6 separate regions of the Mus musculus genome follow, and all the other regions are linked to region 4. The links are chromatin contacts, called in public ChIA-PET, HiChIP or PLAC-seq, Micro-C and promoter capture Hi-C maps. All regions are on one chromosome and are shown on one strand. Each heading gives the region's core, a stretch centred on a gene start, on an enhancer-like site or on the middle of the called end of the contact. The rest is flanking DNA. Distances are from core to core; before and after follow the strand shown.

Region 1 (4,660 bases), core at 668-3,167, 260 kb before region 4:
CACACATCTGAAAGATCTGAAAGGTTTTTTTTTTTTTTTTCATTTAATAAGTAAATAAACAGAAGTAAAAATCCACCAGGAGAAAGACCTTATCCCCAAGACAGAATCAGGTTTAAACACATGAGAAGCAGCCAAACTTTTACCTTTTTTGGGGTTCTACACCGGCTCCAAATGATCTCTTTGAAGTAGTTCAAGACAATAGTGCCATTATTATTTTTCAGACAAACTGCTGTAATCTACCCAGAGGGTTATCAGATTCAAGAAGTGAGAAAGGTTACCTCTGGCTTCCTGTTTCGTAAATCCTAGAGACATCTAGCCAGCGGCATGCAGAATGAGAAAGCATCAAGCAAGGACAGACAGAATGCTGACAGAGCAGAGATGGTTAGAGGTGAACTAAGGCGTCAAAACCATGAACATTAACAAAGAATAGACTCACTAGATATGGCATTTGTTTAAAAAAAAATCTCACCACTAGAAACATATAGGTCAGAGTGTGTGAATTTATGCTTCTATGTGCTTCTATGTCAGTGACTTGAAAACCCTGAATAAAAATAGTAAGGCACAAACAAGAAGTAACTTGGAGTGTGCTTTTGTGTCAATAATCGGAAATATGACACGGATGAACAAGGAAAACTATAAAAGTTGGAAATCAGAATCTGCTTGCCTACGGTGTACTTTAAAAGGTTGTATAAAATTACTTAAATTGTTTTTAGACTCTTGACTATAGTAGTATACTCTTGTCCTGAGTACAGATAAGGCAACTAAAATTTATTGAGCAGACTTTACAACTCATTTTAAGATGCAAGTTTGCATTTTGGAAGCAAAACATTATTAGTTTACAAACTTCCAGTTATAAATCACTTACGATGAAAAAGGATAGCTATTATGTTTGCATAAATGACCTAAAATTAATACAGTACACAACCAAAGGTTATTAGCAGCGAGTCACCTAGTGAAACAATGAAATGTTGACTTCCAAGGGAACTAGGACACACAATGCTTTTAAAAGAAAACATTGCGTTCATGTCTTAGTTTTACCTCTAGACATTAATGTTCTTAAAGTAACTTGAATGTTTAGAACGAGCTCCTAAGAAACATTCATACGAATTCATCAGCTGGTCCTTGGGATAAGGGGAAGGCATAAAGAGCTCGAACCCATAAACAAGAGGAACGAAAACGACCAAGAGGGTCAAGCAACATGCCTTACAAATCAGCTTTAAGTTTCAAGCTTCGGAAGGCAACATTCGGACGGAGTTCTTGGGGCTATCATGTATTCAGCGATGCAAGTACTTTACCATTGAATTCTAACACTCCATCAGACTTTCATGCATTTCCTCATCTATAATTTAAATTTGGAGCCTTTTAGTATTCAACTTATTTGCAAATGTTAGTAGTAGTGCTGTTAGTCTAGTTTCCATGTTTGTATAAAAAAGGGCAGACAATCAAAATTTTTTTCTTTTTTAGTTGGGGGGCACGCAAAGAGAACAAGGTTGGCGCGAGCCTGAGGCAGGAGCAGAGGCGCGGTGCCCGCCTCCGGTGGTCGCCTGGGCTCGGGGGTCAGGAAGCCACCTCTCCAGGGCGCAGGCTCCTCTAGGATGGTGCCAGGAGTGCCCGCAGCCCCAGGTCACCAGGCGGCAGGCCGCGACCCGGAAGTGGAGCAGCCGCCGGAAGTGCCGCCGCCTTCTTCCACACGCCCCACCGCCCGTCGGACCCGGGCTGCCGAGCCCAGCCCGCCCAGGTACCCCTTCCCTGGCTAGGTACGCACCCGGAGTCGTTGCGCAGGCTTCTCTGGGGCTGGAGCCAGGGAACCGGGACCCGCGGGCGAGCGGGCGAGCCAGGAGAGGATGGCCGAGTGGAACCCTGTGCAGCCTGCGGGTCCCAAGGTCCTGCGTGGTGGCCTTCGTGTCTGACCCAGATAACGGAGGCGCCGGGGGAGGAGCCGCTAGCGGCCCGGGGCTCCCGCCTCCTCCGGCCGCCAGCACTGCTCAGCCCCGGGCTCCGGGCCTGCTTCTCTCGACCCGGAAAGCTGAGCCCCGCAGAGCGCCCCGCAGGCCGCCTCGGAGGCAACTGCCCCCCTCCACCCGGCGCATCCACTGGGCCATCCCTGCCACCGATGGCTTCCAAGGCCTCCCCGCCCTTAGCTCACCTCCACCCCCACGGCACAACTTTTAACCTTCCTTCAGTCAAACGCAGACTTCTTGCACCATCATCTGGTTTTCCTGACTTCAACTCACTTTGATGTTCTATGAACCAAATTCCCAGCCTCTTTGTCCCCTGCTGTTTTGAGTTGCTTTCAGTTCAAAACCAGTCTTCTTGGATTCAGGTGGCTGGTGTTGAAGGTTTGCACAGCATCACGCTCTGCAGATTGTGTAATGATAATTCTGTCAAACTTTTAAAAAACTGCTTAAATGCCCCTCTGTAAAGCTCTCACTTGGAGCATGGTTGACTTAAACTTTTGACTTGATGAGAACAGTCTTTTGGGGGGAGGGTCAATATAGGGTTTCTCTATATAGCCCTGGTTGTCCTGGAACTCACTCTGTAGACAAGGCTGGCCTGGAACTCAGAAATCCGCCTGCCTCTGCCTCCCAAGTGCTGGGACTAAAGGCGTGCGTCACCACTGCCCGGCTGAGAACAGTCTTAATTACTAAAGTTCCCATCAATGAACTGAATAGAATTAAAAATGGATGCACCCCTGTTTATCAAAAACATAAGAACCAAACCGCTGTAAAAAGAATCAGGGTTGATTGATTGTACAATATACTATTCTTTACTGAAGGAAATTGAAGAAAACAATTTCACATTATAGAATTTTTACTTCCTAGTGTGAAATCAAGTTTATTACAACCTAGCTTCTGCCATTTTACTAAAAGCACAGCATGCTGGAGCTGGAGACATGGCCCAGCACACCCTCACAGGACCGGTCTCTAGTCATTCTCCTCTGTAAACAAACCACCCGGCATCTCTTCTTACATGGTGTTCCTTTCATACTGGGTTATACTAGTCTTGGTAAATCCACCAACCTTGATCTCTTTCCCTTGAGAAGCTATTGGACACATTCCTTGTCCCTCGGGGTTCATTTGTGCTTTAAAAGTTTATGCACGAGGGCTGGTGAGATGGCTCAGCAGGTAAGAGCACTCGACTGCTCTTCCGAAGGTCCGAAGTTCAAATCCCAGCAACCACATGGTGGCTCACAACCATCCGTAATGAGATCTGACTCCCTCTTCTGGAGTGTCTGAGGACAGCTACAGTGTACTTACATATAATTAAAAAAAAAAAAAGTTTATGCATGAAAGGATAAAGAGTTTAAGGAAGTAGCCGGGCGTGGCGGCGCACGCCTTTAATCCCAGCACTTGGGAGGCAGAGGCAGGCGGATCGAGGCCAGCCTGGTCTACAGAGTGAGTTCCAGGACAGCCAGGGCTTCACAGAGAAACCCTGTCTTGGAAAAAACAAAAAACAAACAAACAAACAAAAAATAGTTTAAGGAAGTCTAAACCTCCTGCTGCTTTCAGCCTACGCTGGTCCCTACGACATAATTACTGCTTGCCTGTGCCTTTTGTGTTTCTGAGTTCTAATTCCTTAATCACCTGTGACATCCATTGAGGGAAACAAACTGTTTGGTTTGAAGACAATTAAGTGTCCTGTCTGTTTCCTTGGCCTGAATCACTTTTCCTTTTGTCAAGAATTTGATAGGAATTTTATTGTAAAACTCAAGGATTGATAGCAGTCAACTATTAGAACCCACATTCCATGATTTTTTCCCATTCACCTATAAAGTTTTTTAGTCTCAACTTCATTGTGAACAGTGCTGAACTGTCAGTCCTTCAGTTCAGTTATGAAGTCTCCAACTCCTGTTTCCAAACAGCAAACTCACCCGCATTTCTCAGAGAGCTTGAAGGAAATGTTCCGCAGAAAGGGAAAGGGTCTGATGAGTCTTATTCCCAGTTCTCTGGCTTCATTCTTTTAAAGATTTATTGATTTTTATTTTATGTTTATGGATGTTTTGCCTGCGTGCGTGTTTGTGTACAGTGTGTGTGCCTTGTCTACACAGGCTAGAAGAGGGGGTTGGGTCACCTGGAGCTGGATATACAGGTGGTTGTGAGCAACCAGGTGGATGCTGGGAATTGGCTCTGGGTTCAATCGAAGAGTAGCCAGTGCTCTTAAGGGCTGAACTGTCTCTCAAGCTCCTCTGGCTTAATTCTTTAAATGTGCTCTCTTATTCTGTCCTCTTATAAAAAATCTAGTGAGATAAATAACATTACTGGTGATGACACTGAAATCTTGAAAGGGGGAAAAGTATGTCCAAGCCACACCACCAGCTCTAGAGGTAAAATCAAGCCAATCTTTGAAAAGCTTTCCTCTTTACCCCACGTAAGCCCCACTGGATAGGCCACCTTTGATCGAACACTGGACTCAGCCTCCCTCAGCTGTTCTCAGCAGGCCTATCATGATGGAGTCTGTATTCCTTACCCACTTCAGCTAATTAAGGTCCAGCCCTCAATGCTTTTGTTGGAAGAGGAACTGAACTCTTAACTCTGAACACTTGGTTCCTGAGGGGTAACCATACAGGCTTAGCAACAGGATGTAAAATTGTCATGCTCATCATGTTTAGAGTCCATTAGGAGTGAGATATGGAGAAAAAAGGAAAAATGTAAGTGTCCAA
Region 2 (4,514 bases), core at 1,529-4,028, 260 kb after region 4:
ACAGAACTACTAGTAACTGCTGACAGAGCAAGAGTTAGCCTCTCCCAGGGATGAGGCCCCTAATTTGTTATCCAGTACAAGGTGGTCAGCTCCAAAATTATAGACACACAAGCAACAAAGATGGACTCATCAGGTTGTATGCATTGACAGAGAGAGAGAGAGAGAGAGAGACATATATATGTATGTATGTATAGATAGATAGATAGATAGATAGATAGATAGATAGATAGATAGATAGATAGATAGATAGATAGACAGACAGGACACAGAGAGATAAAATCAAAGAAAAGGCCATCAATCTGAAAATGAGTAGAGGAGAACCTGGGAGGGATTAGAGGAGGAATAGGAAAATAATGTAATTATACTTTAGTTTTTAAAAAGAGGAACTGCCTAGCAGGTTTGGTTTCCTTAGAAACCAAAGTGTAAGAAGAAAACTTAAGGCTAATGCTTAAAAGAGAAGGTGCAGTTTCAGGGAAGTAAAAGTGAAAGGAGTAGGAAGCCGAGGAGGAAAGAGAGGAAAGAAAATGCAAGGGGTGTTTCCAAGGTGTCCAGCTTTGCACCAGGGTCTCCATATCTGTCTCTTCTGGAAATGCTGCTCCTCGGAGCAGACAGTTGGAGGGAGGTCAGCAGCTAAGCCTTGGTATCTTCATATAGCTCATCTATTTAAGTGTTTTATTAAAGGTCTGTATGTCCAAGCTGTGTCACCTTTGGGCAGCGGCTGGAGAAACCAGAGCCTTCTTCAGTCTTGGTTAAGTCCAATTTGGAGCACACTGCACTGCTGAAGGAAAGGTAAGAATGTAGAATAAAAAAATCCAAAAGCTGAAGTCAAAAATTGTGGTGTTGATGATCTCTAAGGCCAGTTTTCAGCTTCGACAAAGTCAGATTCAATCCCTGACTAATGATATCAACTCAGCTCTGCCCCTGCCATGGTCTGACAATGACCTTGATGGATGACCCAGGTTACTCTACATCAGCTTGATAATATTTATGAACATCTGAGGGATGCTATCAAAATAGGTGTTTTTGAAGTTAAGAGACAAAATACTGAATGAACTAGGAATTTGAACAGAACTTCTGGACTAAAACTCTCATAGTCAACAAATCTTTCCCTCCTGAGCTGACTGACCTCAGTCTTCAGCTTTCTAGTCTACCAGACTAGAAATGGTGTCTGGACAATGTCTCCTCCATCACTGTTGACTTCTGGTGGCAGGGAAGTTCACCTTTCTGGGTACACTCTTCAGAGTCCTACATTTTTAAACCTCTAAAATTAGAATGTTGAAAACTAGTCAACTTTCCTTATTGATGATGTCATGAGATGATGCATAGAGATAGAAAAATTCCTTCTTGTGCAAATTGTCCTATATAGTCAAATACCTTCATGTTCCAACACATACAGAAAGGGGGGAGAGGAAGAGAGGGAGAAAGAAAAGGAAGAGAGAGGGGGGGAGAGAGAGAGAGAAAGAGAGAGAGAGGGAGAGAGAGAGAGAGAGAGAGAGAGAGAGAGAGAGAGAGAGAGATTCCCTACCCAAGTGCTTCTTTCTCAAGATGAAAACACTCTGGAAGCTTTTTCTGATGCTTTTATAACCAACCTAAAAGTAGCTCTGTCATATATCGATAAATTCAAGTCCTTAAAATTCAATCATAGCATTGACAGAGAATGCTCTAATTTCTATGTATTTAGAAAAGGAGAATAATAACAACAACATCATAAGTAAGCCTATCAAAAAGGATGACAACAAGTTGCTTTCATTAGCATCCTTAAAAGAGTTCGTTAGATGCTTAACTACCTTTGTTTTATATAATTAGTCTCACTAAAAAGAAATAAAACTGAGATTCTTCTCGGTGAGTTTAATACCATTAGTCCTTCTATCAGTAGAAGATGAAGATGAGTTACATACCTAATGCATGCATCTATCATTGTTCTACACTTCTTGTCTCTAGCAAGATCATCTAGTTTGGGAGATAGATGTGAGATAGATTTTTAACAAGGAAAGGAGCCCAAATGCTCCTGCAGGCATCATAGGAACAGCAGTAAAATCGATGGCTGGGAGTCAGCTCCCTCAGTCGCCATCTCTACATCGATTGGTCCAGTAACATAAATCACAACATGTCAGTCTTGCTTAGCCAAACCCACAACTATTAAATCCATGCGTGCCAAGGACCTTTTGTGCCAGCAGTGTTAAGTGGGTGAGAGGCAGAAGCATTTCCTGGGTTACTTATAAGTGATGTTGTTCATATTTTATCAGTTTTAAATTTTACTTTTGCTACTTGCATAGTGTTTGTAACGTTGAGGTTTTTTTGGGGGGGGAAGGGGCTAGGTTTTGCTTTAAGCTACTTTGCTTTCTCTTCTTGGCAAGTATGTGATCTTAATATTGATTCTCAAATAGTCTAAACTCTCCACTGGCAAATTTGTATATATCAGGAAGTTGGGCCATGTTCCATGTGTTGCCTTTGAAATATGAGCACAATCCAGTGACTTCACATTGCGTGAGCATGCCAACCAAATTGAGGCTGAGGGATTCAGCCACGACAGGCAGTCCTTTCATCCAGCCTGTTTCAAAACTGTCACAAATTATTGCTGTTAGATGTATTGCCAGAATTCTAGAGCAAGTTTTCATGGGTAAGAGGATTTGAGGAGTATCTGCTACCACCCTTCTACACAATTAGCTAACCAACATCTCTCCTCCCTGTGACAGTGACTTTATACCATGGCTTCTGCTTCATGCAGCAGAACAATCATTTTACTTTCTGAAGGCTGAAAGATAAACCGTGGGTGTCAGAGCAGTAAAGCTTAAGACGGAAATAAGTTAAACCACTTCAAAACTACTCTTAGAGTTTCAGGCTATATAGACAGTAACCCCGAAACTGAGAGAAACCTCAATTTTCTTACCTTCATCTTTGAAACCTCACATAGACAGGCAGCCTGAGTGTGAAGAATACCCATGCCTTTGTGGATAGAAAATGCATGTAACAGCCCACATCACCTTGGCTTTAAGTTACTGAATGGTTTCCCTCATTTTCCCTTGATTCCCGTGATCTCTGTACCTTCATTCCCCAGGTTTAGATCGTCCAAAGGGACTCAGATGTTCTCTTCATCAGAGCAGAATATAACCAATTCTCATATTAAAGGATGAAAGAATCAAGAACCCTGTCCATAGCCCCTTTAAGTAAATGAATTTCCAGTTGGTTTGGTGGGGCAAATGATCAGCTTTTCACATGATTTCTGCTGGAGCACCGTGATCAATGCGTTTCTTTGATGCCTGAAAGAAGCTTCACAAAATACACTGTTTAAGGAGCTGGAGCCCAGGCTGCAAACATGGTCTGCTTTGTTCTTCTGGCAACTGGTTTCTGTCTAAAACATTTCTCCACTGTAAGGATCTGTCTTTTCTCCACCAGCAACAGCCCTCAAGCTACAATAACAGGCTCGTGGTTTTTTTTTTTTTAGATACCAAAGTTATGAATACACTTTTATGGATATTTTCCTTTGAACTCACTTCTCTTGAAGCAGAAAAATAGCCATATATATAACACTCGTAGGCAAAACATACAAATTGTTCCGCTAAGGGTTGTAAAATGTTCCGAAATGCACATTTTAAAATTCCAAACCCAGGATAGTGTGTATGTAGCACTTCCGTGACAGCTGTGTTTCTCAAAAAGTAACGTTTCTGACTGGCATGGATGACACAAAACATATCCCTGCCCCAAGTGTCTCTCTTTATGACCTCATGATTGCTCCTCTTAGATTCACATAGACTCTTGGTGAAGTAAAACAGTTCAAAGCAAGGAAGCAAGCCTTCGCTGCGTTAAGCTGCTTAAGTGTTTGCTCTCCCGTATCCCATTTCAACATATCCTCCAACCCCCTCTAAAATAATTCCATGAATGCCAACTCAACAGATTATAGTAGATCTCCTATTAATTTCACTCTGCCTTAAAAGGAGCTTAATCACTTCAGTTTATAATTCTGCACACAGCAATGCCAGCTATCATTCAGATTCCTGGTGAGACTTATTTTCCTGCTGCCTGTTATTGCTTAAACCACGAACCATCAACGCAACGATTTATTTTCTGATGTTAAAAAAAAATGTTATCTTCCACAAACTCCTTTTAACTATTTTTCTGTCATATTTCTTTTTTAAAAAATTAATCTGGAAAACTCTGCTTCCTTTAATCCTGCTTTGTGGCTTAGATTTCCCAGTCCTGGAGCCACTAGAGTTGATATCAGTTTGTGCTCAGGCTGATGCAAAAATAGCCTTAGGTGTGGCAGGGAAATAAATCTGCAGAGATGACATGCCTTTGATGGCTAACACTGTGAAGTGAGTCTTAGCCACAAAGGGTTTGGGAAATGTGACCCAGGCTGAGAGAATGCCCTGTGAAATGTTCAACATGCAGCTGTCACTTTATCTAACATGAACAATATTGTGGAAAGTTCTAGACCACAGAATGTGTGTGAGCTTTAAGGTCAGATTCTAAACGTCTGGGTTCATATTCCACTGTGGCCATATACTGGTTCCATG
Region 3 (4,628 bases), core at 1,457-3,956, 300 kb after region 4:
ACTGGTACCTTCGTGTCAACACCCTTCCGCATACACACATACGTGGGCCCCGTCGGAGGTGTAGTCATTTGTTTCTATGAATGGTTTCTAGGCTTCGAATCACTGAAGCGTGGTTCTAACGACAGCCATAAACTAGGGTCGATGTGCTTTCACACAGCGGATGCTACTCCAAGAGACACGCCTCTATTTCTAAACAAGGCAATGGATTTCAGAACTGATGCTCTCGTTATCGTACTTCTCCTGTTGGCAGACCAGTATACCAAGACTGTGCCTTGTCTGATTAAAACAGTCAAATGTCATAAAAGGCAGGAAGGCACATTTGAGTATAGGCTGATTCATCTCCCAGGCTGTAAAGTGTAGCTGGCTGCCCAGAAGACTTTATGGAGACCTTTAAAACTAGGAAAGCAGGAGGAGCTATTAACTGAGAGACGTCATGGCTGACTGTCATCCACTCCTGCCATTTGAGAGTGTTTGTTTTCCCAGTAAAACAACTGTTAGAAGCTTCTTAAGACATTTCTCAAAAGTTAAATCTGAATTTAGTTTAAAACATTTTGAGAATACCACAAGAACACGGCTCTCGGAATCAACTGACCAGAACTCAAGTGGGTTCAGAGATCAGAGAGCCTGTAGGAGTCTGACCTGGGTCCTCCACATACATGTTACAGTTATGTAGCCTGGTGTTCTTGGGGGATTCCTAACAGTGGGAGCAGGAGCTGTCTCCGATTCTTTTGCCTGACTTTGGGACCCTCTTCCCATTACTGGGTTGCCTCATCCAGCCTTGATGTGAGAATGTGTGCCTGGTCCTAATGTAGGTTGTAACGTCCTGTTTGGTTAACATCCCTAGGAGGCCTGCTCTTTTCTGAGGAGAGGTGGAGGAGAGAGTGAATCCAGAAGGAAAGAGGGGAGCAGAGGGAGGGGAAATTGCAGTAGGGATTAATATATGAGAGACGAATCAATAAAAAGGAAATTTTCTCTTAAAGAAAAAGAATCACAGGATGTTCTCCCACCTAGAAACAACCCTGGCTGCTACACCTGCCCACAGACAGACCCCGAGTGGAGCTCAGCCCCTGACAATATTTCTCATCCATTAAAATACGTTTTAAAGACACATTTGGCCTTGTGCGACACTCTGGTTTTAAAGTCCCTTCTCGGTGCTTGACCTCCCAGGTACCCCAAAGCAGTGCAGGAGAGGATTCTACTCAACGGCTTGAGAAGTACTTCCCAGCCTCTGGGGGAAGCCGTTTGACTCATTCTGGAGAGACTGAAGTTGTACGGTGTTGACTTCCCACACCCACTCCAGACTCCCCGTGTAAATGGGGATCTGTTGTGAGTCCTGAAAAGAAGTTGGCTATGCTTGAGCTCACCTGAAGTGGGCCATTCATACACTAGTGCATGAAACTAGCTGGGAATGAGCATGTTGGACGTGCAGAAACGCTAAAAGCACTTAAAGTACTTGTTTAGTAATGTCGCGCGCAAGGTTCTATCCCTAGACTGATGCTTTTCCTAGTTTCTTTAAAGACATGCCATTTTATTCCCAAACCGTCATCGTTTGCACAGCTCGTAGCAATTTCATGATTTCAAAACTGTTGCACAAGAAAAGGAAGTAATTGTGAATCTATTTTCTTCACACAAAGCGACTTGGCAAATCATTTTTATTCTGAATTCCTTAAATGAGATTTCCACAACTGAATTCATTTATCTGAAAACAGCGTGCGTCTCTTTTAAATATTTAACAATATGCTGGCGCTGAGTCCACCAGGAAACTCAATCCCCATGTAGCATCCTTGAATGCTGTAGTTGGGCATCCATGGGGACACCCCTAGACGCGCGGTCTAGGCATCCAGGAGCAAGCGCGGGGAGCGCGGAGCTCGCGGGTCGCGATTGGGCAGTGGCGCCCCCATGTCCCTGTTCTTGCACAGCCAGCGAGACATACTTCCTGTGCCTATCAGCAGCACCACCACCCCCCATCAGAGCGCAGCCAAAGGGAGGCGGGTGACATCACTCAGCCCCCAGGCGACACTAGCGCAGCCCCGAGACCAGCCCTGGCGCCCAGACTTGGGAGAGAGAGCACTGGTTCCCAGGAGTTGGGTGAGGACTTGGTGCCTGAGCAGGGGGACAGCATCCCTGACCCGCCTCCCGCTAGTCCAAGAGAAGGTGGCCGAGTCCCAGGTCCTGGCACCCTCCAACGCCACTCAAGTTCAGAACGCAGCAGTGGCCCCTCACCTTCTCCTGCGTCCAGGCAGCGGAGACCAGACTCAGATTCCCAGCTGTCAGAGACAGGACGGTCGCCTGCAGTAGCAGCAGGTGGAGAGTGCCCACGACGAGCTTGTCTTCGCTGCCTGCCATCTCTGCAAGAGTGTGTGGGCGTGGATTCCCGGGGCCGCCAGCGGTCACGAGCCCGGGAACGCGCGCCGGTCGCCCTGCCTTCTCCCTTCTCCACCCCTGGATTGATTGTGTCTGCCTCCCAGTCGCCTCCTGTGGCCTCCCGCTGTGCAGCGCAAGCACAAACCAGCAGTCCTCTCCCAGAAGCCTGGAAGCCAGGGGACTGAGCTTCCCTGGGTGACAGGAGCTTTGGAATCCAAGGGACAAAGAAAACACTTCCTTATTTTAGAAAGGATGGAGGGAAAAAAGGAAGGGAGGGAGGGAGGGAGAGAGAGGGAGGAAAGAAGGAAGGAAGGAAGGAAGGAAGGAAGGAAGGAAGGAAGGAAGGAAGGAAGGAAGGAAGGAAGGAAGGAAGGAAGGAAGGAAGGACAAGGAAAAGCCTTCCTGTAGTCCATAGATACGAAAAGAGTTTACCAGGCCCTGGGGGCTATAAGTGGTTTTCTGCACCTATTCACCATGACACTCAGACAAAATCAATATTTGTGCAATGCTCTGTACAAGGCACCGTCCCAGGTTCTAGGTGGTCTGAGACCTAGAGGAAGGGGGCGCTGGACTGGAAGGTTCTGGGAAAAGTGTTCGCTCTAGAACAGTGGTTCTCAGCCTCCCTAATGCTCAGACCCTTTAATACAATTCCTCATGTTGTGGTGATCCTCAACCATACAATTATTTTCGTTGCTACTTCATAATTGCAGTTTTTACTACTGCTATGAATTGTAATGTGACTATCTGATATGCAGGCTATCTATCTGATCTGTGACCCCTGCGAGAGGGTTGTTAGATCCGCAGGTTGAGAACCGCCACTCTAGAAGCTACCATTTTTATCTTGTGTCCCTTTTCTCGAAAATAGTTATCTTTCCTTTAAGAGACAGCCCACTGTATGCCCAAACTGACAGGTAAGGTTGAAATAATTACTGAAATATGTGAGATTTAAAATATTACAGTTGTCCCAAAAGTAATTATTTCTTATGACTGTCTCTAAAAGGAAAAGCCCAAGTAAAATTTTAGGGAGTCCTCTTCTTCCACCAGCCTTTTCACTGGGCAGTCAACCAACCACAAATCAAAAGCAACGGGGTTTGTATCAGTGCTGTACACGAACATCCACACCCACACACCATATTCTTTAAAGAATGTAATACTTATTGCATGTCATCAAACATTATAAGCAAATTAGGAATGATTTAAAGTCTATGGGAAGATGTTCATTTTATATGTAAATTTATGGCATTTCTATATAAGGGATACAGTGCATGTCCTTGGATTATGATATGGAGAGGGTAATACTAAAAACCATCTCCTGCAGGCAACCCTAGGGGCTAGGTTTTTTGGTTTTTGGAGTTTTGTGGGGTTTTTTTTTGCATCATAAATCATTATTATCTAGATAATCCCATCTTACAAATAAAAACAAGCAAATAAGCTGACTAGATCTGGGTCTCATGTAAAGCACATGTGTATAGTCCTCAGGACTGCAGGAGAAGTGGGGGGTGGGGGGCAATCAGAGCTGACAGGGTAGTTCAGTGGTAGGGTACTTTAAACCTCGGTTTCAATTCTCAGCACTGCAGAAAAGAAAAACCGGGGAAAGGGTATATTTAGTTCATAGGTTTCTGGCCTAAATTGTGAAAGTGGTTTCTTCTTCCACAGTGAGGATATGAGTTTCTTCTGCCCCAAGTCAGCTCCCAGCTACACGGAATTCCTAGAAAAATCAGAACAAAGACAAAGACACACAGAATTATTTTCTAAAGACCAAAGTTAAGGGTTTTGAAATCTTTCAGAAACACAAACACACACACACACACACACACACACACACAGAGGCACACAGAGACACACACACAGACACACACACACCCCTTCCTAGGCTTGGCTACTAGGTGTTTTAATAAGAGCTGGAAACACACACACTGTCCTGCCCCCGTCTGGAGCTGCAAGGGAAAACAGAATGAAAGTATCTCTTTGCTATAACTATTCAGGTCTGGGGTTTGAGTGGCAGTTTAAATATTATCTGGGCCTCACACAGGATTCCCCATGGGATCCTAAGACCTCTGGTGAGTGGAACACAGCGCCTGCCCCAATCCAATCACGCGGAACCTGAGACTGTGGTAATTAGGGAAGCAGACTACCCGGACCTAACCTGGGGCACAAGTCCCTTCCGCTCCACTCGAGCCCCGGGGTACCTTGCCAGGGGAGGCGCCCGACACCAGCAAGGGCCCACACAGGATTCCACACGGGATCCTAAGACCTCTAGCGAG
Region 4 (4,118 bases), core at 837-3,336:
TCAGCACTACCAGAAACCCTTGAAGAGGTAGGTTACACATGCACTGTCTAGGGCTCAATGGTAAAGACTTGTTTAAAACCTCATATAGAAAGAAACCACCTCTACGTGAAACAGAAACAGCTCATAAGAATGAAAACAGAGTTTTGGCATAAAAGTTTTAACTTATAGCCACCTGCCACCCTATGTTTGCACAAACTGTAAAAGAAATTATTTACTTAGACACGTGGAAATGGACTGCATTTAATGGCAGCTAACAATAGAACGAATTTTAAAAATCACACACATGACATATGTGTAAGGAATGCTTTTATGCGTAAAAAAGGAATTTTCATACAGCATTTCATAAATGTATATACATGCATATTTGTACTTTTAAAAATACCATATGTAATGAAAGCTGTGCATAAATATTTATAAAAATACCTTTATCTAACTAGGCCAGTAACATTTAATATTTTTCAATAAATTCATATATAAAATATATACATTAGTGCCAAATGGAACATATATTTTGAAATATGAACCCCAAGTAAAACTCTGAGGAATTCGGAGTGGAACCCAGGTATCTGCCAAAGGCAACTTCGGAGCAGTCGGTCATTCGGAGAAGGGAAACAGTGCCGGGTCCCTTATCTTCACCGACTGTTTTGCTTGTCAAAATTCTGGTATCACTTCTGCGGTTTTGTATTTGACTTCCGACCTCATGGCCGTTTAACCTGCCAACTATTATTTTCTTTGAGGCTTTTAACACTCCACCCAAGTATTTTGCTTTCCCCAACAGTTGTGTCCGCTTCCTTTTTAAATTCATCTTAACGTCGACCGTGGTTTAGGACCTGGGCTTAAAGTGCACCCGGTCTAAGGTTTCAGAGCGATTCAGATTGGGGGCACCCTTGTGATGACCCCGATAGCGCCCAGGGAAGCCAAGGTCTCCAGGAGGGGCTCTGCTTTGTGCCAGGATTTCCAGGCAACCTGAGAGTCCCAGGGTTGGGGCCAGACCTGGAGCGTGCGACTACTCGGGGTTCTAGCTCCTTTTCCAGGTCAACCAAGCCGGCGGGGGACATCAACGCCGGAAAACACCACCTTTTCCTGTCTCCAACCTGGCGGACTAAGGGAGAAGGAAGAGAGGGCGACCAATTAAGACAATTAACATTAATTCTCTGGGTTCCTACAGAGGTCCAGGGACAGAGGGGCGGGTCGTCCTGAGGCCCTGGCTGGGTGACCGACAGGTGCAGGTGTCGCCACGGGCGGAATTTTACGGTCCGGAGCAGCAGCAGCTGCGCCACTTGCGCCGCCTCGCAGAGCGTCCCGGAGAGCCGCCACCCGCTTCCGCAGCTTTAGGTCAATCTCTGACAGACCTGGAGGGGGAGGAGACGTCACCCTCCCGACAGGAAAAACCTGCTGCGTCTGCGTTTCTCTGCGTCCCGCAGGCTCTCAGCCTCCACCCCGCGTCTCCCGCGCGTCAGATCCGCGCTCCAGGTTTTGGCGACAGCTTGCAAGGGGAGCCGGCTGCACGTTGACAGCACGCGACCCTCCTTTTCCCTCCCGAGAGCTACAGCTGCCAGGGGGTCCCCAGGGAGCTGCGGCCGCGCTGCGGCGACCCGGTCAGGTGGCCCTTCTTCCCCGCGCAGGTCCCCTTCCTCCGCTGCGAAGCCCCGCACTGCTAGGTGGGTTAGGTAGGACAGGGAAAGGCGGGGACACGAGGGTGAGCACGAGGGTCCCGGGTGCGGGCGGAGTCCCATTGTTCTCCCGCACCGTACGGACAGCAACGCTCTGGGGTCCCCTCTTTAAAGGGAGCACCCCGCCACTTTTCTTTGTGCCTGAGGGAGCCCCAGCCGGCATTGCCTCTGAGAGAAGCCACCACTGGGAAGGGGTGGAACTGGGAGGTGACAGTGGGTAGCCTTTGTCCTCCAAGAGTCCGCAGCCTCGCCTCCAGTCCTGCGGGTCTGGGGGTGGTGGGGAGGTGGGGGACAGGTACAACGGAGGGACGGTCCAGGTCGGCCCGCACCCTTCTCCCCGCCCTGCCCTGGCCTCACAGCCCCGCCCCGCCCCGCGCCGGCCCCGCCCTGCGTCCTGCGCCCCGCCCTCGGCAGGTTGAGGCCCGGCGTCCGGCAGCCGCGCGCACAGTGTCGCGGGCGCTTCCAACTGCCGCTGGGAGCACAGCAGCGGGACGCTCACCGACAACCCAGTTCCGCAGCGGCTGCCTCCCGGGAGACGCCGCGCGCAGTCCCGGAGCAGATTCTGCGGTGAACCGTTGCCGCCCCTCTGGTTCTGCGCGCACCAGCGAGGACTGTTGCGCCCTCGGGAGGCGACCCGGGCCGACGCCCGGCCCTCCGGGCAGAAGCTAGGAGCCTTAGAGACTGCTGGTGAGTGTGTGACCCAGGCTGTCTCTCCACCTGTAAGACTGTCCGACCCTCAACCTAAGCCCCCTTCCAGCTAGTGCAGATGGTGGCCTTGGAAGACTTAGAGGGTGCGAGGATAATCTACCGCACCGCCTGGTTGAGCTGATGTTTAGAGGATCAAAGGGGACATCATGCTTGACGTCCGGGAGGGGGGATCAGGACGCGGAGCTCTGCCACCTACTTCTTTAGGGTGGGGCTGCAGTCAGCACGGCCCCCTCCAGGCCATTGACAGCCATTCTGGGCGCGTGTTGCGTTTTTCCAGCAGAACAAACCGCACTTGGCTACCGCGGCCCTCTAGTTGTGTGTTTGCACCGATGCGGCGCGGCGCGAGAGTGCACCGCGCAGCTTGGCAGTTTCCGAACTGACAGAGGCAGCACATTGTAGCTGAGGCTCCAACCTGCAGATCTGGCAGTTGGGGGAAAAAAATTTTTTTTTTCTTTCTCGACTGCGGTTTCTGAACAACTGAAGCGTTTACAAGATCTTTACTCCCTCTTCCTCCTCCTTCCCCTCTCCTTCTCCTCCTGCCTCTCCTCCTCCTCTTCCTCCTGCTATTGCTCTTCTTCCTCTTCTTTTCTCTTCCTTCTCACTAAGTATCTTGACACAGCCATGCGAGGACGAATGGATCCGGCCAGTCAGTTTTTTTCTTTATGAATTATTATACTCCACCCCGCTCTCGCCTTTGGGAGGGAAGGCATGTGTTTCATCTTATAAATAGAAAGTAGCATATTTTTTGGCAGGACCTGCTTTATACTGCACCGTCTAGGAGAGGTCAGTTTAAAAATAAATATGCACTTGAATGTTACATTACCGAGCCGGCTGTGGCTGGGACAAGCTGCGAGTACAGCGGCATCAAAGCTGGGCGCACATCTGTGTTGAAAGGAGTTAAAGCCCCAGAGTGCAGCCCCGGCTGACAGTCAAGTAATTACATTTTGTTTAAAAAAAAAAAAGTGAGTGAATTAAAAGGAGGGTGGGAAGAGGAATGTCAGGCAGGGACTGGAGCCTGAATCTTTGCAGCCTTGGTGCGTTTGCGGGGAGTGGGCTGCTGATTGTGTGCAGTGTGTAGTGGGGGCTCTGGGGAGGGAACTGATGGATGTGTTGGGGAGACAAAGATTCCTTCTGCTGCTTCCTCACCCTGGCAGCTTGTAGCCCTCCCAGTATCCTCGAGTTCTGGGAGGGGGTGGAGGAGGGGTGCCGCCTTGAAAATATTAGGAGGGTAGCAGATGTCCCTGCTTTAATAGTAGACCCAGACTTGGGAACTCCCCCTTAACATCACAGGGAGAAATAAGCCTCCCCAGGAAGCAGCCAGGATGCCCCAGGGGCACCCCTAAGTCCATTAAAAGACTCCTGTAATGGTCTGACTTATAAAAGATCTTTCAACTAACAACTGAGCTAGGGAGTACAACTTCTGGACAGTTGTAGATACCTCCACCACTGTGATTTGATGGACAGTTTAGATGTCAGTATACACAAACACCTTTTTCAGAATGAAGGACTCGGCCATAAGGCCGTTATGAAATGTCTAGCGATGTAACGTGTGAGATAAAGGATTAAGATCTATATTCAAGGAATGGTTGACAGTCCATCTGGAAGTGCCTAGGTTTTCCAGGAGGCCTCACCCATGGTTGGAAGACGGGGCTACCAGTCTCGGGGCTCACAGCCCCTGGGCTCTCAGATGATGTTTAGAGGAGAACTTTGGAAGCCTTCTGGGTCTGTGGCAGTTTC
Region 5 (4,348 bases), core at 1,753-4,252, 330 kb after region 4:
TTGTTAGAAGAGGGTAGGGAACTATTGCAGGGTTTAGCATTTGATGTTTTAGGACTATAAGCTAACCAATATAATCACGATAATGAAGAAAAAGTTTTCTAGTTCAGCTAAAAATTTACTAAACCCTTGGAACTAATGAATGTCTTTAATCCCAACAGAGGCAGGTTCATCTCTGAGTTTGAGGCCAGCCTGATCTACATAGTGAGTTCCAGGACAGCCAGGGCTACACAGGGAAACCATGTCTCAAAAACAAACATTTACTAAGCCCCGTGCTAAGTGATGAATGAATAACAATGAAACGTGTTTTTCCACAAGTTCAGGAGAGGCCAGGGCAGATCCATAATAAAGACGCAAAGAAATGTGGTAAGTGACCCGAGAGTTGTCTATGGGACAATCAGGAGACAGAGCAATTACAGCGTGCAAAATCAGAGATGAAGATGGATTTAACCAGCATGAACGTAACAGTTCGAGCTAGTCTAGGACAGACTAATAAAACATCTATTGGAGTAACCTACACTGACATTGTTCTAGGATAACTGTAATGGAACCAGGTGGGGTGCTAAAAGACTGTAACTAGTGTGTCTACCAATAAAGAGCCTACAGCACCCCCCCCCATGATCATTTTATTAACTCTGTGTTGATGCTTGAATGCTATATAAATTTTCAGCTGTGTTCCAGGGTCATGGAAAAAAAAAAGACCCAAACAAAATGAGTTTCCAGTAGCCATGTACAATAAATCAAACCCAGCTGAAGTTTTAAAATAATGGCTACTTCCTCTAGCAAGTCCTCAGCAAGTGGTGGTTTTCTGCATTTAGGATTCTAAATCAGGAAGCTCTGCTCTCTCAACTCATAACCACACCGACCCTCTTTGCTTGTATTAGGTTCACACATGTAAATGATTATCTCATTAAGGACAAGAGGGGACATTAAACGTGAGGACAGGAAGATTTACAACCAAAGCCAGTGAAGGAGAAGATACAAACTCCTGTTTCCATTAAAAACAAAACCAAACCAAAAAAAAAAAAAAAAAAAACAACCCGAGAAGTCTTGAACATTCATTGAACATTCAGACTGTAGTTCTCTTAGGGATAATGAACACTCCTTAAGAAAACCAATGTTCATCCCTTAGGACAGAAGAGAACATGCAGGAAAATTGTGGCTTATGTTCAGGAAAGGCAAGATTTCAGGTGAGAAGACAGTAGCCTCAAACGACCTGTTGAAAGATTTAACTAGAGAAAGGAATTCAAAAGCGAAACAGTGAGAATTCAGCTCAATGAAATATTTATGTGTAAAGTATGTATTTCGCATAAACACTTAAATCTCTGTAGAGCAGCAGTTTAGTTCTTTGAGAAAGTTACACCTATGAAAAGTAACTGTTTCTTAAGGGCCACAGCAGAAAATGGAAGTCTAGAGTTGGTTCAAACTGAATGCAAATTGCTCTGATGAGATCCTGCGAGTCTTGCTGAGAGAAGATATTCCTGGCTGGGCCAAAACATCTATTGTGAAGAAGAGAGAAAGAGAGAAAGAAAGAAAGAAAGAGAGAAAGAGAGAAAGAGAGAAAGAGAGAAAGAGAGAAAGAGAGAAAGAGAGAAAGAAAGAAAGAAAGAAAGAAAGAAAGAAAGAAAGAAAGAAAGAAAGAAAGAAAGAAAGAAAGAAAGAAAGAAAGAAAGAAAGAAAGAAAGAAAGAAAGAAAGAAAGAAAGAAGAGAGCAGTTAGGCAAGGGAACGCTTAAGAAGAGGGTACACTGGAATGAATCTGCTTTTAATCTTAAAGTAAAAGAATCACAAAATATATTTAAAGAGTCTCTGTCTCTCTCCCTCTCCTCCCTCCCTCGCTCCCTGCCCTCCACCACCACCATTTTGATCATATTCACAACCCATACCCTACTCAATTGAGCCCCTTCTGAACTGGGCCCTTTCCTTTGACACCTTTTTTGTTTAGTTAGGGTTGCCTGCATTAGTGTGAGTGGTGTCTGGGTAAGACTTTAAGAACAAAGATGTAATCAGATTTAGATTTTAGTGGATGTTGGCAGTTTCCGATTCCAGAGAAATGTCCGAAATGTCCTCCCACCCCTTAACGCTCCCTGTAGAAAAAGATTATACACAGTTTTGTTTTAAAAGCCTCACTCCCTAGGAGACGAGGCTGCAGCTAGTAGTATGGTCAGTGCTTTAGCTCTTCAGTGACCTTGTGAGTGGGTTCGGTCTCCCATTTCTATCCCTGGGGGGGCAGGGAGAGGTCTCACTTATTTCAAATCCAGGACTATCCATTAATATTACAGATTCTGTACCCAGATTAATTCTCCCCTATGTTCTCAAAAGCTGCCCCCCACCCCGCTTTCTGCATCCAGACGAGTGGCCTTTATGACAATATATTTTACTTTGAAGATATAAAACGTCGACGTGGAAGAACTATCTAGTTTTTGTGTCAGTGACTGTACCGCGCAGATGTTTCTCTTTCATCAACTATTTATAATTTAACACACAGGGCTTCTTCTCTCTGAGGTTCCATGACTGTCGACCGCTCTTTTGGTAGAGAGGGCAACGCACCAGTGTTAAGGTGCACAAGAGGAAACACAGGCACGTGCAAGCGGCGTCTCCAAGTTTTGCTGTGGCGCCGGTGAAGGACTGTGTCTGTGTAGCTCTGGGTGTTGGGTGACAGCTGCCCCCGGGAACGCCGAAAGGGACAACTTTGGAAAGGAGGGTCCTCCACTCTGGACGCTGCGTTCAGGTGGTCACCTCTTGTCACCGACTGCCAGCGCCCGCCTAGGGGGACAGCAAAGTGAGAGGTTCGAGTACAGCGCGTCCTTCCAGTCGCGCTCAAGCCCGCGCTCCGAGCGCCCGGTGGGGACCTCTGCGGGTTTGCAGAGCCTCCGCGCGCCCCCTCGGAGCCAGACCCACCAACCGCGCGCGGCGGGGAACTACAGCTCCCGGCAGGCCCCGCGCGGGCCGCGCGCCCCCGCCCGCGCGCCCCGGCCCCCCGCCCTCCGGCCTCGAGACGGGACGGGAGGGAGGGCAGGAGGAAGGGGCGCGGGCGGGCGGGTTCGTGCGAGGCGCGTGAAGCCTCGCTGGCTCCTGCTCCGGGACGCGGACGCTGGCGCGCGCCGACTTTCTCCAGAACAGCCGAGCCCGCCTCTGTAAGTAGTCGCTGGAGGGAGCGCGGAGCAGACACCGAAAAAAGTTCGCGCCGCCGCCGCCGCTGCCGCTTTGTTCTCCCGACCCGTCGGGCTGAGGTGGCGCGGCCCCTCCCCCACCGCATGCGGCGGCCGCGGCGACGGCGGCGGGACTCGGACCCGCGCGGGGCTGGGCGGCGGCCGCGGCTGGGCGGGAAGTCGGGGCGGTGCTCCGCGGGCGGCCGGGGGCGCCGGCGCGGCCAAGTTCCGCGGTCCGCGCCGAGGCCAAGTTGGAGTCGCGCGGCTGCTGCTGGTGACCCACCGCGCCCTGGCCCTCGGGGACCCGCTTTCTCCCGAGCCCCGCCAACTAATCCTGCCGCCGGCGGCACGGTGCAGTGAGCCTTCCCGGTTCTTTGCTGCACTTTTCCTGGTCCTGGGGCTGGAAGGGGCGAGTATCCGGGGTTTGGAGGATAGTGACCCCAGTTTCCTGACTGCCTTTAGGCTTGCCTGTTGCAGCCTCGCTCCAAGTCGTTCTCATTCCCTGGGGGAGCTTCGCCCTGAGTTGAAACATCCGCGAGTGTGGAGCAATAAAATAGTAATAATAATAATAATAATAATGAGCACACACGACATTACTTGATTGCGTGTCGGGTATTTTAGTTCACATCGTCGAAATCAGAAGTATAGGCCGTGCTGTCAGCAAGCACGAATATAAATCAGGCTACAGGCGACCTGCAGACTTTTCCGTACACAGATTGATGGCATGGATGTAACTGTCCCTTCAACCACGCCCGTCCCCACAGGAAATATGACTATCGGTGTCATCTTTGATTAAAGAGGATAAGTTTCAACATGAAGTACTACTTTGTAGGACAGGGCCTTTAAAACCTGTAGGCACAAATGAAGCAACAGTTTGAGATACTTTCATCCATGTCCTAGAAAAACGTTATTACACTAAAAAGTTACTTTTACTCTGTACCTGATGTTGCAGTTTTAGCAGTTTTGATTTTGTTCAGCTGGAGTTTAAACTTTTAATGCCAGGCGGGTAGACAAGCCTACGGATTTGCTTCAAGAAAGCATCCCTGAAGTTGCCAGACTCAGTTCTGAGTAACATTTGCTCTAGAAGAACATTTCCTCTCCCAGTTATAATCTGGGGTGGGATAAAACAGCAGTTTAGCCAGAAAGTTGTTTCAAGTTTTTGCAAATATATTATTTTTAAAACGTCTCACGGGAACCGTT
Region 6 (4,561 bases), core at 1,274-3,773, 480 kb before region 4:
AGAAAGGCTTTCCCCGTGTCTCAAACAGGCTTCTCCGTTGGGATTTGCAGGAACAAAGATCCAAACAAGATAAGGTAAAACAGGGTCCTCAGTGAATGGCCCTGTCCCAGCACATGACACAGAGAGCTTAGGAAGTCAAGGTGAGGGCGGTTGTCGCTGTCATACCCCATCATTTATTGGCTTCCTTCTCAGCCAGCATCCCTTGAATTGGGTCTCTCCATTCTGTTGCCAAACACAAGCGAAGGTCATGCTGTGTGGACCAGAGGATAGAGAGTCACACACAACTCTTAGACTCCATTCATGCCATTTCCCATCACTAGGAAAATGAAGTCCTCCTAAGACTCAGCTGCCACCTCTTTTGTTCTTGCATTATTTTCCTTGACTTGGTAGTTCATCTGGGTCACTTTCTGTTATAAAAGCAGTATGATAGACTTGTGGAAAATTCCACTTCAGCCCAACACCATGGGCATGACCCACGGCAGCTAATGCTGAGGGGCACTGTAGGTAGCACCCAACTCTAAAACTTGTGGGTCATGATCCCTTTGAGGGGTTGAGCAACCCTTTCACAAGGGTAGCCTGAGACCACTGGACATACCAGCTATTAACATTATAATTCAGAACAGTAGCAAAATTACAGTTATGGAGTAGCAACAAAAATAATTTTATGGTTGGGGTCACCACAACACAAGGAGCTGTATGAAAGGGTGGCAGCATTAGGAAGGTTGAGACCCACTGTTCTAGAAGAAGCCACCTGCTTACCCACCTGTGGCTCCTGCAGAGGCCTGGGGCCCACTCTTTAAAGGAGTTAGAAATTGAATTGGAAAAATTCATCACAAAATCAGCATATGACATCATTAAAAACAGGCTGGAAGAGACAAAGGGGGATTTGGTTTTAAAGCAAGCTGTTAACTTTTGAGTTACCCGCACTCTAAAAGTAAACTGTCCCAGGCACCTCTTCCAGAAAACCTCACAGCCCTAGTCTGACAGATTCAGACCAAAGGACAGAGGAACCTCCTACCAAACACTGGACCAGGGCCCTTTAAAGCCATGAAGACTGTGGCAAATGAGGAATGTTAGAATGTGTCCCAGACTGGCTGAGATTAAGAAGTTGAGACTTGAAGAGTATGAGGTTCTGGGGCATCAATGGGAAACCCAAGGTATCTCAACAGCATCCATGCAAACCTCTACTTGTCCATTCTGACAAAGGTAGTGACAGCTGTGACCAGCAGTAGACGGCAGGCACACAGAAACTCTCTGCACTGTATCAGCAGCCTTCCTGCAAATCTCAAATTATTCCGAAAGAAAAAAATCTCATCAAGGACAAAAAGTCCCTTCTGTGCCCAAGATAACCTTTGGCTGTTATGCTTTCAAAAGCAAGATAGGTTCCCAGCATCAAAACAAATGGTGTCCTTCCTGCTGGGGCCTTGGAAGCATCAATCAGACAGCGATGATCGTTAGGGTCATTTCCTTTGGAGCAGATGGTGTCAAAGACTCCTAAAGTGGGACCATAAGCACGTGGCTCTTCTTGCAACTGTCCGGTTCAAACTGTTGTCTTCTCTCCTGTCAATGAGGAGTGTGTGGTGCCCTCTTTCCACTCGGACTGCACCACAGCGACTGGGAAGGATTCAGAATTCAGAGGCAGAGGGTTGGGGAGATGGTTCAGTTGGTAACGTATTTGCCTTACAAGTTGAAGACTTGAATTTGGATCTCCAGAATCCAAAGTTTTTATTATTTTTATTTTTTAAAACATGTATGGAGCACACCTGTGATCCAAATACTGTGATATAGGAAGCAGAGACAGGGGGAATCTCCAGGATTAAGAGCCAACTAGCCTGGCCCATGTCGAGTTCCAGGCCACTGAGAGACAAAAGGTGGAGGGCACCTGAGGACTGGCACCATAGGTTGTCACACCATGAACAAATACATTCCACATATGGATACTCCTCACCCCTCCTGCATACACACACACACACACACACACACACACACACACACACACACACAAACACACCACACACATACACACACATACACACACATACACACACAGACACACACAGACACACACATACACACACACACATACACACACACACATACACATACACACACACACATACACACACATACACACACATACACACACACATACACACACACACACATCACTTGACCTAGACACAGTCTGAAGGCTGACATTTTGCTTAAAGTTATTTGGATTGACCTGCTAAGCTGTGGCTTTGGGTTTGTGTGATGAGATTCAAAAGTCCTTGCCCCCCCCCCCCCCAAACATTCTCAGTGTCAAGAAAATTGATGTCCCCTCCAACTCCACAGGAATGATATCACTCTGAAGAATTCCCAGGCAATTATCCCTCCTTGCAAGGAAACAGCCTCTCCTTTCAGGGCCCAATCAAACAACCACAAATCAAAGATTGTTGGATATGTTCCACTAATAGCACAGAAAGCCATTAGCTGGAGTCATCTGAAAAGGGAAATGGCTTAGATATTTGTGGTCTCACAGGAAAAGCTTCTGTAATGTCAGATGGCTGTTACCAAGTGGCTCAGTGGAGTCGAGCATCACATCTCTCAGAGAGAGACGTTATTTATTTATTACCCACACAACGAACAGACTTTCCCTTGCTCACTTGCTTAAGGCTCAGAGTCCTCTCACGTTGAATTAAACCTAAAAGGAGAAGCAACACACACAAATGCCTGGCTTTCAGTTCTCGTTGTGTGGGAGGAAAGGAAGAAGTCATCTTCTGAGGTTCTCTGTGGACTCTGCAAGATTCTCCCTTCTTCAGTCTTCATTAATGAACTTGGATTCACTGGAAACATTCCACTGGGTTGAGGCCTGGCTTCCAAGACAGCCTCTACTTAAATGAGATCCTGCACCAATAACTGCCATTAATCTAACAGAAGCACCTATTTGGCTGGCGCAGGGGCACTTGTTCCTAGTCTCCTTCTTTGTGATTATTAAGGGTTGCAAACTCCATGACTCCATGGCCTTGGCCAGAGGTGGGCATAGTACCCCACTCCTCTGGTTGCAGTGGTTGGTTTAAGGACAGGACATGTGACAAAATCCTGTCCTGTTAGATGCCTTTCCTCAGTTGGTTTTATGAAGAGCTGGTGATGAAGGCATCTTATGCGGGGGAGTGGAGAGGATGGGGGTCAAGGGCTGCTAGAGGCTGCTGTCAGTCACAGGAAGAAAACCTGTTTGAAGAGAATGTCAAAGGAGTCAGAGAAAGAAGTGTCCTTGTGGCATGGAGACCTAGGTTTAGGTACTGAGTGTGTGTATGTATATATGCATGTGAATGTGTGTGACTGTGTGTATCTGAGTATATGTGTGTGTGTGTGTGTGTGAGTGTATGTGTATGGGTGTGTGAGTGAGTGTGAGTATGTTGGTGTGTGTGAGTGTGTATGTGAGTGTGTGATTGTGATTGAGTGTATGAGTGTGTGTGACTGCGTGAGAATGTATATGAGTGTGTGTGAATGTGTATGTGTGTATGTGAGTGTGTGTGAGTGTCTAAATGTGTGTGTATGAGAGACTGTGTGAGTATGTGAGTGAATATGTGTGTGATTATGTTGGTGTGTGCAAATGTGTGTGAGTGTGTATGTATGTTGGTGTAACTGTATGTATATTTTTTGTGTGTGCAACTGTGTGAGTGTGTATATGTGTGTGAGTGTGTATGATTGTGTGACTAAGTGTGTGTGTGGTTTAAGTTGATGTGTGTGAGTTTGTATGTGTGTGTTTAAATGTGTGTGTTCCAGCATCCTTCTATTAAAGTTCCATTATGACTAAGCTTTGTGTGCTGTGCTTCTGCTAGAAGCAAGGAAGAGCACTCTGACACTGATCTATGCAGTTTTCTCTCCTCTCTAGCATGCATCAATCACACTGGAGACGTTTCTTATGACATTTTAGTCTTTATAATATGTTTTGTTTTGTTTTTTTGGTTTTTCAAGACAGGGTATCTCTGTATAGCCCTGGCTGTCCTGAAACTCACTCTGTAGACCCGACTAGCCTCGAACTCAGAAATCCACCTGCCTCTGCCTCCCGAGTGCTGGGATTAAAGGCGTGTGCCACCACGCCCGGCTTAATATGTTTTATTATTTCATAATATCATCCACACATACAACATGTTTTGGTTAAATCTGCATCCTGTTCCTTCCCTTGCAGTGCCCCCTTTTCTTTAATTTTCTCCCCAGCCACGTTTATTTTTGCATATTTACATATTGAAAGAATAAATATTGTTTTTAATAATTACACACCTAAAACAATCAACAGATTCAATGAAACCATCAAAACACTGTTGGACAAATTTTGTTTACAAGCACAAAAGTCTCTGAACCACTAAAGTAATTCCAAAGAAAAAGCATAAAGTTGGAGATAACATAAGACTGATTTCAGTCACATCACAGAGCTAAATTCTCCTGAAACTTCCATAGTGGTTTCATGGGACAAAGGTTTAGGGCCCACTTTCTTCTAGATCCCACCCCCTACTCTTCTTGTTCCAACTTTAAAAAATCTTTTTATTCCTTGTATACTTCATATTATGCACCCCAA

What was found. Promoter capture Hi-C pulls out the DNA fragments that hold promoters and counts their contacts. A called contact is a pair of places that touch in the nucleus more often than the background predicts. ChIA-PET counts read pairs in DNA pulled down with a chosen protein or histone mark. HiChIP or PLAC-seq counts read pairs in DNA pulled down with a chosen protein or histone mark. Capture Hi-C pulls out chosen DNA fragments and counts their contacts.
Region 1: a contact with region 4 is called in a Micro-C map of embryonic stem cells, with 5 times the contacts expected there. The contact joins the promoter of Rmdn2 here to the promoter of Cdc42ep3 in region 4. A contact is called at or near these places in 1 of 39 promoter capture datasets (embryonic stem cells), 3 of 484 Hi-C or Micro-C datasets (CD4 T cells and embryonic stem cells), 3 of 115 datasets of contacts at active chromatin or transcription factors (effector CD8 T cells, memory CD8 T cells and pancreatic cancer cells) and 4 of 9 other capture datasets (adipose tissue, liver, macrophages and 1 more).
Region 2: a contact with region 4 is called in an RNA polymerase II ChIA-PET map of effector CD8 T cells, with 17 read pairs. The contact joins the enhancer-like site here to the promoter of Cdc42ep3 in region 4. A contact is called at or near these places in 13 of 39 promoter capture datasets (the 3T3-L1 cell line, 3T3-L1-derived adipocytes, the C10 cell line and 7 more), 10 of 484 Hi-C or Micro-C datasets (B cells, the BV-2 cell line, CD4 T cells and 6 more), 9 of 115 datasets of contacts at active chromatin or transcription factors (effector CD8 T cells, embryonic forebrain, embryonic limb bud and 5 more) and 3 of 9 other capture datasets (adipose tissue, liver and pancreatic islet).
Region 3: a promoter capture Hi-C map of liver shows a contact between it and region 4. The contact joins the promoter of Qpct here to the promoter of Cdc42ep3 in region 4. A contact is called at or near these places in 5 of 39 promoter capture datasets (cranial neural crest, embryonic stem cells, neural stem cells and 1 more), 5 of 115 datasets of contacts at active chromatin or transcription factors (bone marrow-derived macrophages and embryonic stem cells) and 3 of 9 other capture datasets (adipose tissue, liver and macrophages).
Region 5: a promoter capture Hi-C map of the SN4741 cell line shows a contact between it and region 4, with 4 times the contacts expected there. The contact joins the promoter of Prkd3 here to the promoter of Cdc42ep3 in region 4. A contact is called at or near these places in 15 of 39 promoter capture datasets (the 3T3-L1 cell line, the C10 cell line, the HPC-7 cell line and 8 more), 4 of 484 Hi-C or Micro-C datasets (bone marrow-derived macrophages, embryonic stem cells and nephron progenitors), 5 of 115 datasets of contacts at active chromatin or transcription factors (bone marrow-derived macrophages, craniofacial prominence, effector CD8 T cells and 2 more) and 3 of 9 other capture datasets (adipose tissue, liver and macrophages).
Region 6: an HNF4G HiChIP or PLAC-seq map of pancreatic cancer cells shows a contact between it and region 4. The contact joins the enhancer-like site here to the promoter of Cdc42ep3 in region 4. A contact is called at or near these places in 6 of 39 promoter capture datasets (the 3T3-L1 cell line, 3T3-L1-derived adipocytes, the HPC-7 cell line and 2 more), 10 of 484 Hi-C or Micro-C datasets (the C2C12 cell line, cortical neurons, embryonic fibroblasts and 4 more), 5 of 115 datasets of contacts at active chromatin or transcription factors (the NIH/3T3 cell line, bone marrow-derived macrophages, embryonic forebrain and 2 more) and 1 of 9 other capture datasets (adipose tissue).

What each region holds. Positions count from the first base shown.
Region 1 is chr17:79,612,474-79,617,133 of GRCm38.p6, reverse strand. Rmdn2 (regulator of microtubule dynamics 2) reads right to left here and starts at 1,917. Exons shown (of 11, transcript NM_001368314.1): 1 at 1,766-1,917.
Region 2 is chr17:79,091,750-79,096,263 of GRCm38.p6, reverse strand. No RefSeq gene overlaps it. Among named protein-coding and RNA genes, the nearest start is that of Qpct, 42 kb to the right of the region's middle. Within about 2 kb of position 2,778, at least 29 of the 459 cell types and tissues checked have an H3K27ac peak or open chromatin away from gene starts, as enhancers often do. A contact at or near this core is called in DN3 thymocytes, Th1 cells, effector CD8 T cells and 1 more, where this site is marked.
Region 3 is chr17:79,049,984-79,054,611 of GRCm38.p6, reverse strand. It overlaps Qpct (glutaminyl-peptide cyclotransferase (glutaminyl cyclase)), which reads right to left and starts at 2,706. Exons shown (of 7, transcript NM_027455.3): 1 at 2,224-2,706. The coding sequence starts at 2,346.
Region 4 is chr17:79,353,059-79,357,176 of GRCm38.p6, reverse strand. Cdc42ep3 (CDC42 effector protein (Rho GTPase binding) 3) reads left to right here and starts at 2,086. Exons shown (of 2, transcript NM_026514.3): 1 at 2,086-2,360. It overlaps Gm17315 (predicted gene, 17315), which reads right to left and starts at 2,478. Exons shown (of 2, transcript NR_165822.1): 1 at 2,173-2,478; 2 at 1-1,352.
Region 5 is chr17:79,019,470-79,023,817 of GRCm38.p6, reverse strand. Prkd3 (protein kinase D3) reads left to right here and starts at 3,002. Exons shown (of 19, transcript NM_001171004.1): 1 at 3,002-3,133.
Region 6 is chr17:79,834,058-79,838,618 of GRCm38.p6, reverse strand. No RefSeq gene overlaps it. Among named protein-coding and RNA genes, the nearest start is that of Atl2, 60 kb to the left of the region's middle. Within about 2 kb of position 2,523, at least 63 of the 459 cell types and tissues checked have an H3K27ac peak or open chromatin away from gene starts, as enhancers often do. A contact at or near this core is called in the C2C12 cell line, the NIH/3T3 cell line, adipose tissue and 3 more, where this site is marked.